Linked DNA regions of Sus scrofa: regions 1 and 3 are each linked to region 2. A link is a contact called in public HiChIP or PLAC-seq data. All regions are on one chromosome and are shown on one strand. Each heading gives the region's core, a stretch centred on a gene start, on an enhancer-like site or on the middle of the called end of the contact. The rest is flanking DNA. Distances are from core to core; before and after follow the strand shown. Region 1 holds the start of ZNF251 (zinc finger protein 251). Region 2 holds the start of BOP1 (ribosome biogenesis protein BOP1). Region 3 holds the start of ZNF7 (zinc finger protein 7).

What was found. HiChIP or PLAC-seq counts read pairs in DNA pulled down with a chosen protein or histone mark.
Region 1: a contact with region 2 is called in an H3K27ac HiChIP or PLAC-seq map of alveolar macrophages. The contact joins the promoter of ZNF251 here to the promoter of BOP1 in region 2. A contact is called at or near these places in 1 of 47 Hi-C or Micro-C datasets (retroperitoneal adipose tissue) and 1 of 2 datasets of contacts at active chromatin or transcription factors (alveolar macrophages).
Region 3: a contact with region 2 is called in an H3K27ac HiChIP or PLAC-seq map of alveolar macrophages. The contact joins the promoter of ZNF7 here to the promoter of BOP1 in region 2. A contact is called at or near these places in 1 of 5 promoter capture datasets (fetal liver) and 1 of 2 datasets of contacts at active chromatin or transcription factors (alveolar macrophages).

What each region holds. Positions count from the first base shown.
Region 1 is chr4:184,880-188,743 of Sscrofa11.1, forward strand. It overlaps ZNF251 (zinc finger protein 251), which reads left to right and starts at 1,810. Exons shown (of 6, transcript XM_021090452.1): 1 at 1,810-2,617; 2 at 2,730-2,762; 3 at 3,019-3,151; 4 at 3,448-3,555. The coding sequence starts at 2,615. It overlaps LOC102158405 (a long non-coding RNA gene), which reads right to left and starts at 1,689. Exons shown (of 3, transcript XR_002343681.1): 1 at 519-1,689.
Region 2 is chr4:484,917-489,077 of Sscrofa11.1, forward strand. BOP1 (ribosome biogenesis protein BOP1) reads left to right here and starts at 1,646. Exons shown (of 16, transcript XM_013988007.2): 1 at 1,646-1,786; 2 at 2,779-2,934. The coding sequence starts at 1,697. HSF1 (heat shock transcription factor 1) reads right to left here and starts at 1,549. Exons shown (of 13, transcript NM_001243819.1): 1 at 1,270-1,549. The coding sequence starts at 1,386.
Region 3 is chr4:156,785-161,143 of Sscrofa11.1, forward strand. ZNF7 (zinc finger protein 7) reads left to right here and starts at 2,433. Exons shown (of 5, transcript XM_013987971.2): 1 at 2,433-2,545; 2 at 3,972-4,016. The coding sequence starts at 4,014. It overlaps LOC110260418 (a long non-coding RNA gene), which reads right to left and starts at 2,357. Exons shown (of 2, transcript XR_002343668.1): 1 at 1,209-2,357.

The DNA of each region.
Region 1 (3,864 bases), core at 560-3,059, 300 kb before region 2:
AAATATGCGTCAGAGTTCCTATTGCGGCTCAGTGGTAATGAACCTGACTAATATCCATGAGGACATGGGTTCAATTCCTTGCCTTGCTCAGTGGGTCAAGGATCTGGCATTGCTGTGAGCTGTGGTGCTGCAGCTCTGATTTGATCCCTAGCCTGGAAACTTCTGTATGCTGTTGTGTGCCATTAAAAAAAAAAAGAAGGGGAGTTCCCATCGTGGCTCAGTGGTTAACGAATCCAACTAGGAACCATGAGGTTGCAGGTTCGATTACTGGCCTTGCTCAATGGGTTAAGGATCCAGCGTTGCCGTGAGCTGTGGTGTAGGTTGCAGACGCGGCTCGGATCCCGCGTTGCTGTGGCTCTGGCGTAGGCCGGTGGCTACAGCTCCGATTCGACCCCTAGCCTGGGAACCTCCATATGCCGCGGGAGCGGCCCTAGAAATAGCAAAAAGACACACACAAAAAAAGACGAAAATTAATTATAATAACATGATAACTTAAAAAAATAATAAAACGCACGCACTGGTTTTAGCAAAAGGGAGGTCATTAGTGCAGGGAACAGCTCTGTACATTTCCACACTGGCCATGTGGCCAAGGCTGAGTTGCAGCCTGAGCTGAGTCTTGGCAGAATGCCGGAGGCTCCCTGGAAACAAAGGAAGACAATCAATCTTGTAGAATCAACTGTGATGCCGTCTTTACTGGACTTTCCATTTTGTTTCCCTTGGGGTACAGCTGCAGAGCAAAGCTGCCTGGAGGTAGTTTGGTTTGGAGTTGATGCCAAGCAACAGAGGAATCTGCTGTCTGTGCTTCCTGTCATCTTGTGGGTCTGAGGAGCCTAAGAAATAAATGATCTGTCATTTGTGCTCCTTGCTGAGGGAATCTACAGAAATGTGGTCGTGATCCTGTCACCTGCTGTGCTGTTATGCATGGACTGTTTGCCCGGCAATTGGCAACCCTATAAGCTGGAGGTGTATCAATTCAGAAAGCCTCAGAAAATAAGGCAATCAAATATGTACTTTGCAGTCTTAAAACTAGAGTGATGTGCTTCCTTTCAGCCTTTTATCCTTTTATCCAAGTGCTCACCCAGTATTTACAGAATGCTTCCTACGCTCCTGCCGCTGCTGTAAGGCTGGTGGTTTCCTAGTGGACAAAACACAGCACTAGTACTACCTGATCTCATGGGGCTGCATACTCGGCTGCATTGATTTCAAGACTGCTCATCAGACCCCGCCAGCAGCAACACACTCTCCAGCCTGGCAGCGTTTTAATCCCGTGTGACGTCTCTGCACGGTGTTTAAAGTTTTGGATATCCTCCTGCTACCTGACTGCCTCGAGCTCAGACCTGAACCGGTGGCCTGATTCCAGCAGCGCGTCTGGAAGACAAGAGGGTCCTCGGTGTCACCTAACGTCCCTACCCTTACCCCGTCCCTTCCTCCTCCGAGTGACAGGTGTGATTTAAACACCTTCACTCTGCGTCCTTATTTGCGAGCTTGTGCTCGTTACCGACAGGAACGCAGCTGAGTGAGCCCCGCCGCCGGACTGGAGCGATCCGGCGACACGTGCGGCCCTGGAGACGGAGAGGAGGGCAGAGCGGGTCCGACTCGAACCTCCGCCCAGCCCGGAGCCAAGAGCAAGGCATAGCGGGACGGGTCCGCTGAACCCCGGCCGCCCGGAAGGGCGGGGCCGGGACCACGCGGCCGCTTCCGGCCGGATCGTCCCCGTGGGCCGTCCTGGGGCACCGGCTGCGGCGCCCTCCGCGGCCACCCGGCGGGGCGGGGCGTCCTGCGCGTGCGCAGCGCGGCCCGGGCGGCCCTGCCCCGCCGCGGGCTGACCGGTGCGCGCAGGTGTGCAAGCCGGTCGCGTGCGCTCGCCTGGGGCGCGAGCCTTAGAGGGGCGCCTGCCGGCGGGGCGCGCTCTAGTGCGGTGGGCGGGCCCCGGGGACCGAGGTGCGTCCGGGCGGAGCTTCGGGAGGTTTCAGCCAGGGTCGCGTTGGCCAGGGGCCGCCGCGCGGAGCTTTCAGGGGAGGCCTGCCCCGCGGAGCGTCGGCACCCAATGGCCTGGGGGCGCCGGAGAAGCGGCGGGCTGTGCCTGTAGCCCCGGGCGGCCGGAGCTCGCGAACCCGAGGAGTCACCGGGCCCGCAGGGCTGGGAAGAGGTCGGAGGGGAGTCTGTTGGCAGAATGAGGAAGCGACCGCAGCCTGGCCTAAGGAGCAGCCAGGATTGGGAGGCCGATTTGGAAGCTGGGGACCAAGCGGTGAGAAGGACGCAGGCTTCCAGCTGCACCCTCAGTAGCTCAGCCCACCCGGCCGCCCAGTCCTCTCATCCTGTTGGTGGGGTGCGGTTCTTTGCTTCAGGTTGTCCTGGGACGCTGGGTCACTGGAGCTGCCAGCTTGCACCCTCACCTCCCGGCCCCACTGGGCCCACGAGGGCCATTTGGGCCCTTGCTCCCCCATTCTAGGGAGTTTCAGTGGGATTCTGGCCAGTCCGACTCGCGTTGGCTTGTGATTGCCTCTGACCCGCAACGTTTATGAGCGACTTTACGCGTGGCCCCAGGAGGCCACTCCAGGAACCCAATTCTGCCGTCCTTCACCAGGCCCTTGGAAGCTAATGGAGTGACTGAATGGTATTGAATGGGTCTGGGTGTGGGCCTCTGCCCCTTGACGGTGAGCTGGGGGAGGCCGGGCCAGGGCTGCCCCCTCAGGTCCCGAGTCTTCCCTAAGATCCCACTCCCCCAGGATGGCTGCCACACTTGGCTTCTGGCGCCCCAGGTGAGTTCACCTTCCTCCCTGTCCTCCCCCCTCTGGAGCGGTGAGCCCAGCACGCCGAGAAGCCAGGAGCCCTAGCACCCCAAGGACAGGGCTCTGGGATCCAACCCCCAACCCCCCCCCCCCCCCCCCCCGCCAGAGGGCTGCTGGGGGACTAGCTGGGTCTCAGGACGGAAGAGGGCAGCTGGCCCTCTGGCTGACCACCACAGGTCCACCCAGTGGGCACAGCCCCGCGGGCAGCACCCACCTGTCGTTGCAGGAGGTGGTGCCGCTGACCTTCCAGGACGTGGCTGTGTACTTCTCTTGGGAGGAAGGGCGGCAGTTGGGCCCAGACCAGCGGACGCTATACAGGGACGTGATGCTGGAGAACTACGGGCACGTGGCCTCGCTGGGTGAGGCTCTCCGCCAGCTCACGGTGGGGCCTCTAGGGAGCTGGGGACGCTGCTTGCCAGTTTGGAGCTCAGAGAAGAGGGTCCTGCCCCTCGTCCCCAGGTTCCAATCTGGTCTCTGCATATTCCTCATGCGAGTGCTTGCCTTTGTCTCAGTTCTAGAGACTTCACTTCGAGATGCCCATAGCCACCTGGGTCCCCTGACCAGGGAATTCTTCTTCCGTGCTCATTCTCAGCCCTCCTGCCCTGACCATGCCCTCTCCCCTGCGCACACTCACCCAGTGCCTGCCCCTCCACAGGACTCCCTGTGTCTAAGCCAGAGCTGATCTCCCAGCTGGAGCAAGGTGAAGAGTGGTGGGTGCTGGGTCTGCTACGAGCTGAGCAACAGGAGGTTTTGAGCAGGACAGGTGAGAGGGGGGTTGGGGGCTGGCTAGGGTGATCTCCCCAGCCACCTCCAGAGCTAGAAGAGGGGGCTGGTTGGGTGAGGAGCCTCATTCCCAAGTCCTGGGTGTGATCTCAGGCAGACATTGCACAACATGTGCACTCAAGCTCGTGCACACCTTTTTTTTTGGGGGGGGGTGTCGGCTTGCTCTTTGTGTATAGGCAATTTTGTTTTGTTTTGTTTTTGCTTTTTAGGGCCACATCCAGGGCATATGGAAATTCCCAGGCTAGGGGTCAAACCAGCCTATGCCACAGGCACAGCAACGCTAGATCTG
Region 2 (4,161 bases), core at 396-2,895:
GAGTAGAGACCATCACGGGCTGGACCATGTCCGCTTTCCTGCTCCAGGCTTTGCCTGGAATACAGGCCGTGAGGCCTGGGGAGCAAGCTGACGCTGGCTGTGCTTCGCCTGGCCTGGAGCAGACTGAGAGGCGGGATGTCCCCACAGTAGGTTCATCCCAAAGGACCTCTGGTGCCCTCCCCCAAACGGGAGTTACGGGGAAGGGACAAGAAGAGGGAGAAGGGAAAAAGACAGAAAAATGGGGTCATTTCATTTGGCCGGCAAAGTTCAAGGCCTGGAACAAGGGGTGGTTCCCACCGTTAAAGAAACAGGGCCTGGGATGGAGAACGCCACATGGATATTTGCTGGGACAACACACAGTGTCCCCAAGGGAATGCAGCACGGTTTCTGGTCTCCTCAAAGGGACAAGTGGAACGAGAGAACGTGGCCTCCAGCTCTGGGCTCCTTTCAGCCCAGACTGCTCTTCCTTTCCAAGGGCTCAGCAGGATGACAGGCAACAACTCAGTGGGGTCCAAGAAATCCAGCGTTTGGGCGCTCAGGAGAGTAAGCACGTTTGGAGGCGCCCGGAGCCTGCCTACGACTACGGTGGCCTAGGCCACCCCCCTGCCAGCCGCGAGCCGTGGCTCCGACCTGCCCCACCTCGACGTCACAGCCAGGACGTCCATCTCCAAGTCCAACCTCCGCAAACTGGAGTTGTCCAGCCTGCGGAGTCAGACCATGTAAATCACCTGCCCGCTGCCAGGCAACGGGAGACAGGGCGTGAATAAAGTCGCGCACAGAGCAAGAAACACGAGTCGCTCTTGGGAAAGCAGCTCTGGGATCTGGACCCGGGCTCGAGACCAGCCTGAACTTTATGACGTTGTGCTTTCTGTTTTCGCTCCCTCTCCTTTCGAACTAGAGAAACGCCCTCCAGTTCCAGGGCCGAGACTTGATTTACCCTGAATAACTGCCCACCACACCACTGGAACTCTGGGGCCACCGGGGCCCAGCGTCCACTAGCGAAGCCGGGGGCTGTTCTAAGCACAGACGCGTCCCGCAGTCGTCCCACAGGCAGCAAGCGCAAGCCCACGGAGGCAGAAGCCCTTCCTACCCAACGCGGGAGAGCGGCGTGGACAGGAGCGACCTCCAGCGGGCCTGCGACGCTTCTCCCCGCACTACCCCCTGCTCCCCACCCCCACACCGGGCCTGCGAGGCGGGGTCCGGGCCTGCCCGTCCTGGGCCCCCGCGCCGCGGCCTCCCCGCCCCGGGCCGGCGCCCTCGGCCCCTCACCGGGCTCCAGCAGATAAGCGCGTCCGTGTCCGGGTCGCTCACGAGAGTCCAGAGCTTGGTCAGGAAGGCCGGGACGTTGCTGGGCCCCGCCGCGCCCGGGCCCACGGGCAGATCCATACCGGGCAAGGTGGGAGAGGCGGAGGCGGGACCGCGAGGAGGGGCTGAGGGCCGGGCTAGCGCCGCTGCCGCGCCTGCCGCCCGGGCCGCGCGCCGCCGCCCGCTGCGCACACACGGCCCCGGGGCCTGGCATGGCCGCCGCCATCTTGCGACGGGCGCGCTCCCGCCGGCGCCGCCCGCGTCCCACGGCGCGCGCACGCACACCGGCCCCCGTCCCGCCCGGCGCCCTCTGACCCCGCGGGCCCGCCCCCAGGCCCACGCGGTCGCGTCGCTGCCGGAAGTGGCGGCGCAGGGCAGACCGGCGGGCGGCATGGCGGGACCTCAGGGCGCGCGGCGCGTGGCGGTGGCCGGGACGCGGCCCGGGAAGCGGATGCTGGAGCCGGGGCGGGAGCCGGAGGAGGTGACGCGGGAGCGGGAGCGGGAGCGGGGGGGGGCGGCGGGGCTGGGCCGCGGCACCGGCCGGGGAGCGATCCCGCCCAGCGCCCGGCGGGCCTGGGAATGCGAGGAGGGAGGGGTCTCCTGTCCTCCGCCCCGGCGGCCTTGCGGGGGCGTCCTGGGCAGGGAGCTGGCTGGCGGTTGTGTGGGTCGGAAGAAGGTCTGGGCCGGAGAGAATAAGGAAGGAGAGCCGGCGTCCTGCGCAGCGGTCTTCCTGGGCCTTTGAATTGTCATCTGGGCGCAGAAGATTTGAGCCTGCAGTAGCTGCTTGTATAGCCAAATGTTCCTGACACGTTAGACGTTGTAGAAGAGGAAACGAGGATGAGAAAGCAGCGCCTGCTGCACTGGACGGCCCGTTTTAGCTGGACTCATGCTCTTCCTGTCCAGCGGAACCCCAGCCGCGCTGTGGGGGTGTCATCAAATCTCATCAAATCTCGGTGGTAGAAAGCCATAGCAGGCTTGTGCAGTCGAGCCTCGCAGCTGGGACTCCACGTTGCTGGTTTATCAGGCTGCCCCTTCACTTGTGACAAGTGCTCGTGGTGCTCCCTGGCCGGCAGGCAGCTCTGGGCACCATGCTCACCCACTTGTAGTGCTTTTGCCTCTGTATTCATCAGCGGCTGTTTGTGTTTGTGCCCAAAACATTTGTGCCATTTTTACTTGCCGTTGTAATTGTGTAGCTAGTTAGGCACGATAGAGTGTGTGCTGAGTGCTGTTTGGTAGCTGCTCCGTGCAGGCTGTCCAGTTTGGCGAGAGACTCAGGAACTATTGAAAAACAATGAAATCTAGAATTTTGCCTTCCAATGAATGCTTGCTAAGAGTCTGCAGGTTCTTGTTCCACCGTGCACCCTGTCTGGTGGAGTTAGGGCCGGGGTGGTGTCTGGTGGGCAGAAGTCTGCTCAGAAGCAGCTCTGGTCCTGCGCCACACAGAGCTGGTCACCGACAGTGTGCTCCTTGCAGCCCTCTCTCCCCGGCGCCCCGGCTCCCAGCCTGTCTGACAGCGAGGAGAGTGTGTTCTCAGGCCTGGAAGATTCTGGCAGTGACAGCAGTGAGGAGGAGGACGGGGCCAGCGGCGAGGAGCAGCACAGCAGGATGGAGAAGGCCACGGGGCAGCAGGTGGGTGAGCGAGCAGTGTTCTGGTGTGCTCGTCCTCGCTCTCCGGGCGGGTGGCCGGGAGAGTGCCTGCCAGCTCGCGGGCTCTGCTTTCTCTTTCCTCTGGTGCGGGGGGGGGGGGTTCTGAGCCCTAGGGCACCAGTTTTCAACCGCAGTAGGAACCCGGAAAATCTCCATGGCTGTGAGCCACCCACCGTGATTCTGATGTCACCCTTCCCGGGCTGAGTCTTTGCTAGACTTAGCTGGAGGCTGGGTTTCCTAGGGGGCAAAGCCTGAGGTGGAGATCTGCGTGCTGGGGGCCGCCTGGGGCAGCTGGGGGCGCTCTGGTCCCCACCCCCCAACCCCGAGGCTTTGTAATCTGTCGCTGTGACGCTGGGGAAGGCTCATCCCACTCTTGTTTTAAGTGAGAAACGCGAGAGAAAAGCTTGATTTAACTCAAGTGTGATGTCTGTCGTTTGGGACACCCAGGAAAAAGTTTATACCTCCTTATGCTCCCCACAGCCCTGGTGTTCTAGAATTTAGGACTGGGATGGAAACCCAAAAACATGCTTGTTTGCTCTGGTTCTTAGGAAGAAAAGATTTAAAGTCAGATTTAGGTCCTCTCCCCATTCAGGCTTTAACTGTCACGCTGGTGCACGGAAGATGACCCAAGCCTTGCCCGTGGTCCGTGGGATTCTGGGCAGCCATCGTCCCCCTTCTTTTTAACTTTTTAAAATGGCAAAATGGTTCCTGTTTGACAAAAAATGAAATCCGACACGAGTGCTGTTTAGTAAAGGATGGAAGTTCCTGTTTGCGTCTTTGCTCCAGGTGGGGACCGCCGTTCTTATATTATCTTGCTGGATCTTTTTCCTCTTTTAAAATGAAAGGTCCTTAAGGGTCCAAGAGCTTAAATGCTTAAACTTTTTTTTCAAAGAGGACTTTCACTCTTTCTTATAAGCGAAATTTTAGGAGTTCCCGTAGTGGCTCAGCAGTAATGAACCTGACTAGTGTCCGTGAGGGTGTGGGTTTGATATCTGGCCCCACTTAGTGGGTTCAGGATCTGGCGTTACCTTGAGCTGTGGTGTAGGTCGCAGACGTGGCTTGGGTCTGCTGTTGCCGTGTCTGTGGTGTAGGCTGGCACCTGCAGCTCCGATTCGACCCCTCGCCTGGGATCGTCCATGTGCCGCGGGTTCAGTCTTAAAAATAAAAAGAGCAACAGGACGAAAAAAAACAAAACAAAAAAACACTCCA
Region 3 (4,359 bases), core at 1,183-3,682, 330 kb before region 2:
TGCCTTCTGTTCCTAGAGACCTGTGGGTACACATGTCTTCCTTCATTTCCGAGTCTGCGTGAACTACCATCCCCTGAAGAACACAAACCACAGGTACGTTTTCACACAGATTGCTGACGCCCAAGCACAGCGGTGGCCTTCAGAGGGGCTCTCTGTTCCAGTTCATTCAAAATGTTACTGCCCTAGGAGTTCCCGCCGTGGCACAGTGGTTAACGAATCCGACTAGGAACCATGAGGTTGCGGGTTCAGTCCCTGCCCTTGCTCAGTGGGTTAACGATCCGGCATTGCCGTGAGCTGTGGTGTAGGTTGCAGACGCGGCTCGGATCCTGCGTTGCTGTGGCTCTGGCGTACAGCTCTGGCTGTAGCTCCGATTCGACCCCTAGCCTGGGAACCTCCATATGCCGCGGGAGCGGCCCAAAGAAATAGCAAAAAGACAAAAAAAAAAAAACAAAAAAAAAAACCAAAGTGTTACTGCCCTAGGGCACTGTCTAGGAAGCCGAAAGTGGCCTAGGAAATTTATCTCTTTGAAAACTCATATTTATTTTATTTTATTTTATCTTGGCTGTGCCTGTGGCATGCAGAGGTTCCAGCACCAGGGATCAAACCACACCAAAGACCTGAGCCGCTGCAGTGACAACACCAGGGGGCTCTTCAAAAATGATTTTTAAATTGGCTTGGGATATCTTGGAATCCCAATTTCAGGCTGGAAATAGCCCCAAAACAACCTGAGTTGGTCCAGAGAAGGGGCGCTGTGACCTACTGGGGACCCATGAAGGCCCCTGTCTTTCAGTAGCCTGTTTGCACAGCAGGTCCAAGGCTCAGCGAGGATTATGGGACCGGGAGGTGGAGACCCCAGCATGGCCTACAGTGGATAGAATCCATTTCCTCCATCCCCACCCCCAGGCCCCCAGGACCTGCATGCCCTCACACTGCCCACGTGTCCACTGGGTGGACACTCTGGGCCTGGCTCTGTCCTCAGAGTCTGCAGGCTCCCGCTCTTGCTCCCTGTGTCATCCTGGGAGTGCCCCCCTTCCCTTGAGAGGACCAGGCTGGGGTCCAGGTTTGCAGGAAGACCTCTGGGTGAAAGGCTCCCGCAGGTCAGAACCACTAGGGTGCACAGTGTACCCGCAAGCCCTTGGCTGGGGCTTAGGACCTGGAGGGCAGCTGGGAAGCAGGCATGTCCCTCTCCTTTCCCATTGTCCACTCACGCGTCTGTTGTCTTTGCACAGATGCTCTCTGCGTGCGACCAGGGAGGATGCGGGGGACAGGAGAGTTGCACTGAGCTGCTGAGGAGCAGGGTAGGAAGAGGCAGCACAGGACCACGGGGAGAGGAGGTGGACCCGAGAGCCTGCTGGTCGAATGGGAGCTACGGCTGCCGGCCTACACCATAGCCACAGAGACACCGGATCCTTAATCCACTGAGCCAGGCCAGGGATGGAAACCGCAACCTCATGGTTCCTGGTCGGATTGTTTCCGAAGCCCCACGATGGGAACTCCTGTTGGCTTTTCCTTTCAACCTCACCCAGACGGCCTTTCGGGAGCTGACGCGGCCACTTTCTTCCTCTAGCTGGCTCTGGATCTCACCGGACTCTGAGAGGGACCTCGGGATTTGGATCATCAACCAGTAGGGTGTCAGGGTCTTCGCTGTGCACACTTTCTGTCCTGCCTCCAGGGGTGTGCAGTGTGAACGAGGGTCAGGCCGGGCACAGAGTCAGGCCGCAGCTGCAGACCAGCACTCCAAGGCCCGGAACCGGAGGGGAAGCTGAGGCTCCCAAAGACGCAGGCAGCGCCCTCCTCAAGGCTGCAGGGAGCTGGGCTGCTGAGGGGGAGGCTCCGGTCAGTCCCAAGGAAGCTGAGGTGACCGCTGCCCCCACATACAGCACAGAGAGTGGGTTTGGAAGAACTCCCAGAACAGACGGCTCCGGGGTCCACAAGAAGCTGGGGATGGGTGGGGCGCAGGGAGGAAAAAGTCTGACCTGATCTCAGGGTGCGCCACCTTTGGCCTGGGATCCTACACCATCCAGTATCTCCGCAGGTCCTGAGCTGTCCTGCCCCGAACCCCGCGATGAAGCCGTTCCCCCTGTCCCCCTCCACCCGGGGCACAGCCTGGGTAGGGGCGTCTCTGCAGTCCTGGGCCCAGCGGGTGCTTCAGCAAACCCAGACATAGATCCAATAAGGGGACCAGGGCCCTGGGACTGGTGACCCGAGTTGCGCTGGACTGACCCGGACGACCCTCTCGCTCGCGGGCCGCGTCGCCCGGGTCTGCTCCTCCACCTCCGTTCCTGGGCCTCGGCTCCGCCCCACCGCCCGTCTCGCTGTGACCCCGCCCCTTACCGGGCTACGGCCCCGCCCTCTCGGAGCTGCGTCCTTTCCCGCGACCTGGCCCCGCCCCTGCTCTGGCTCCCGGGAGGCGGGGCTGGGAACCACCGAGTCGCCCGAGCCTCCGAGCTGCCCAGAACGGCCGGAAGTTGTGCGAGAGAGCGGGCGCCCGAGGCCCGTTTCCGGCGTCGTCGCGCTCGTAGAGCCTCGGGCGGCCCTGGGGAGGGTGAGTCGGTGCGACGGACGTGGGTGAGGGTCCGGGCGGCCCACGTGCTCCACGCCCGCGGGCGGGGTGGCTGCCGGAGGGCCCCGCGCCGTCCCGCCTCCGACACTGCGGGCCTTTCGCTCCGCGGGCCTGTCCGCAAAGAAGCACGGGTCGCGCGGGCGTCTTGCAGAGTCCGTGGGCGACTGGCAGGGCGGTGGTCGAGCCTTGGCCGAGGCCGGTGGAGGCGGAAGGTGGAGTCCCGCGGATCCGGCCTCGTGGCAGCCTCGTCACCTTCCCGCCAGGTCTCTGCGTGCTCCAAGGGGCTCTCAGCTTCTTCCTGCACAACCACTCCCCTCTAGGAGCTTTTTATTCCGCCCCTCGAAGACCTAGTGGCAAAACGGCTGTGCCGTGGGTGGGGTAGGCTGTTTACCTTCTCAGAATTCTGGCTGCTGCTCGAGGCCTGCATTTCTCTGCAAGGGACCCAGAAACTAGCACTGGCAGCCACATGTCTCCTGGCCAGGCCGAGATGGGCACCCACCTGGCAGTGGTCACTGCTGACTGGGTCACCCTCGCTGTGCTCACGGCCTGGGGTTTCTGCCCTCAAGTAGTTTTGTTTGTTTGTTTTGGGGTTTTTTTGGACGTGGTGACCAGCAGCTTGAGGTGGGGATCTCAGTTCCCAGACCAGGGGTTGAGCCTGGGCCATAGTGCTAACCACTAGGCCACTAGGGCACTCCCCCTCAAGCCACTTTTTGAGCCAAACGCTCACCTAGGAACCCCGCTTTTCATTCTGACCTCCCTGGGGAGGGGCCAAGTTGTTGGGTGGGGACAGCCTCTTTATCCTCCTGGTTCTTGTCCTTCCTGCTTCCTCTTGATGCCTGTGATCCAGCCCCCCCCCCCCCCCCCCGCCCCGGCTCATTAGCCCTCTTCCTTCCTGCCTCATGCCCTTTGCATGTGCCGTTCCTGCTGCCCTAAGTGGCCTTTTCATCTCCATTATCTTGGCTGCATTAGTGCCAAGGGAGGTGACCCATCAGACGAAGTTGGAGTTTCCAAGTTTAAATGCTTTCAGGGCTCCTTGTACTTCGGTGCTGTTATCACAGGTGTAACTTGGTGTTTGGTGGAGTGGTCATTTAAGTCTTTCCTCCACTAGACTGTTTCATGAAGGCAGAGTCCTTCTTCACTGCTTAGTTGAGCACCTGGTACATGTGCCCCCCCCTTTCGTGTTTCAGAGTGATTTGCACTCTGCGCAAACTCTGAAAGGTGAATGAAGCTTCGAGGGGCAGATAATCAAGTGCCATGGCTGCTTTGGCCCTGCCTCACATCCCTGCCAGAGAACACCTGGGGTTGGAGGTAAAGGATGGGAGAAGGCAGTACCCCCAAGATTAGCCTGGAAATTAGGGCTTGGGGCCTCCAGCACCCTGACCTCTGACCCTTTCATAACTGCCCACAGGTCTCTCGTCCCGGACACGTGGAAGCCCGCCCACCGAGCCTCATGGTAGGAGCCTGACTTCCCTGTTCCCTCGCTTATCCAGTGAGGGCCCTTACGTCCTCTGGGCACCCCTGCCCTCTGGGCCTGGGCCTAGGCCTTCCCTTGGCCCCTTGCATGGCCCTTTCCAAGCTCAGGCTTGCCCATCACCAACGCAGTGGGCAAGCCGCTGCCCACACTGGGCCCCACCTGAGGCTCTTGGGGGAGGGCTGTAGGTTACCTGGGTCTGTGTCCCTCTTTTCCTTTATACTGTCTCTCCCTTGATTTTATTATTTACTTATTTGGCTACAGCATGTGGAACTTTCTGGGGCAGGGGTCGCCACGGCAGTGATCTGAGCCACAGCAGTGACAT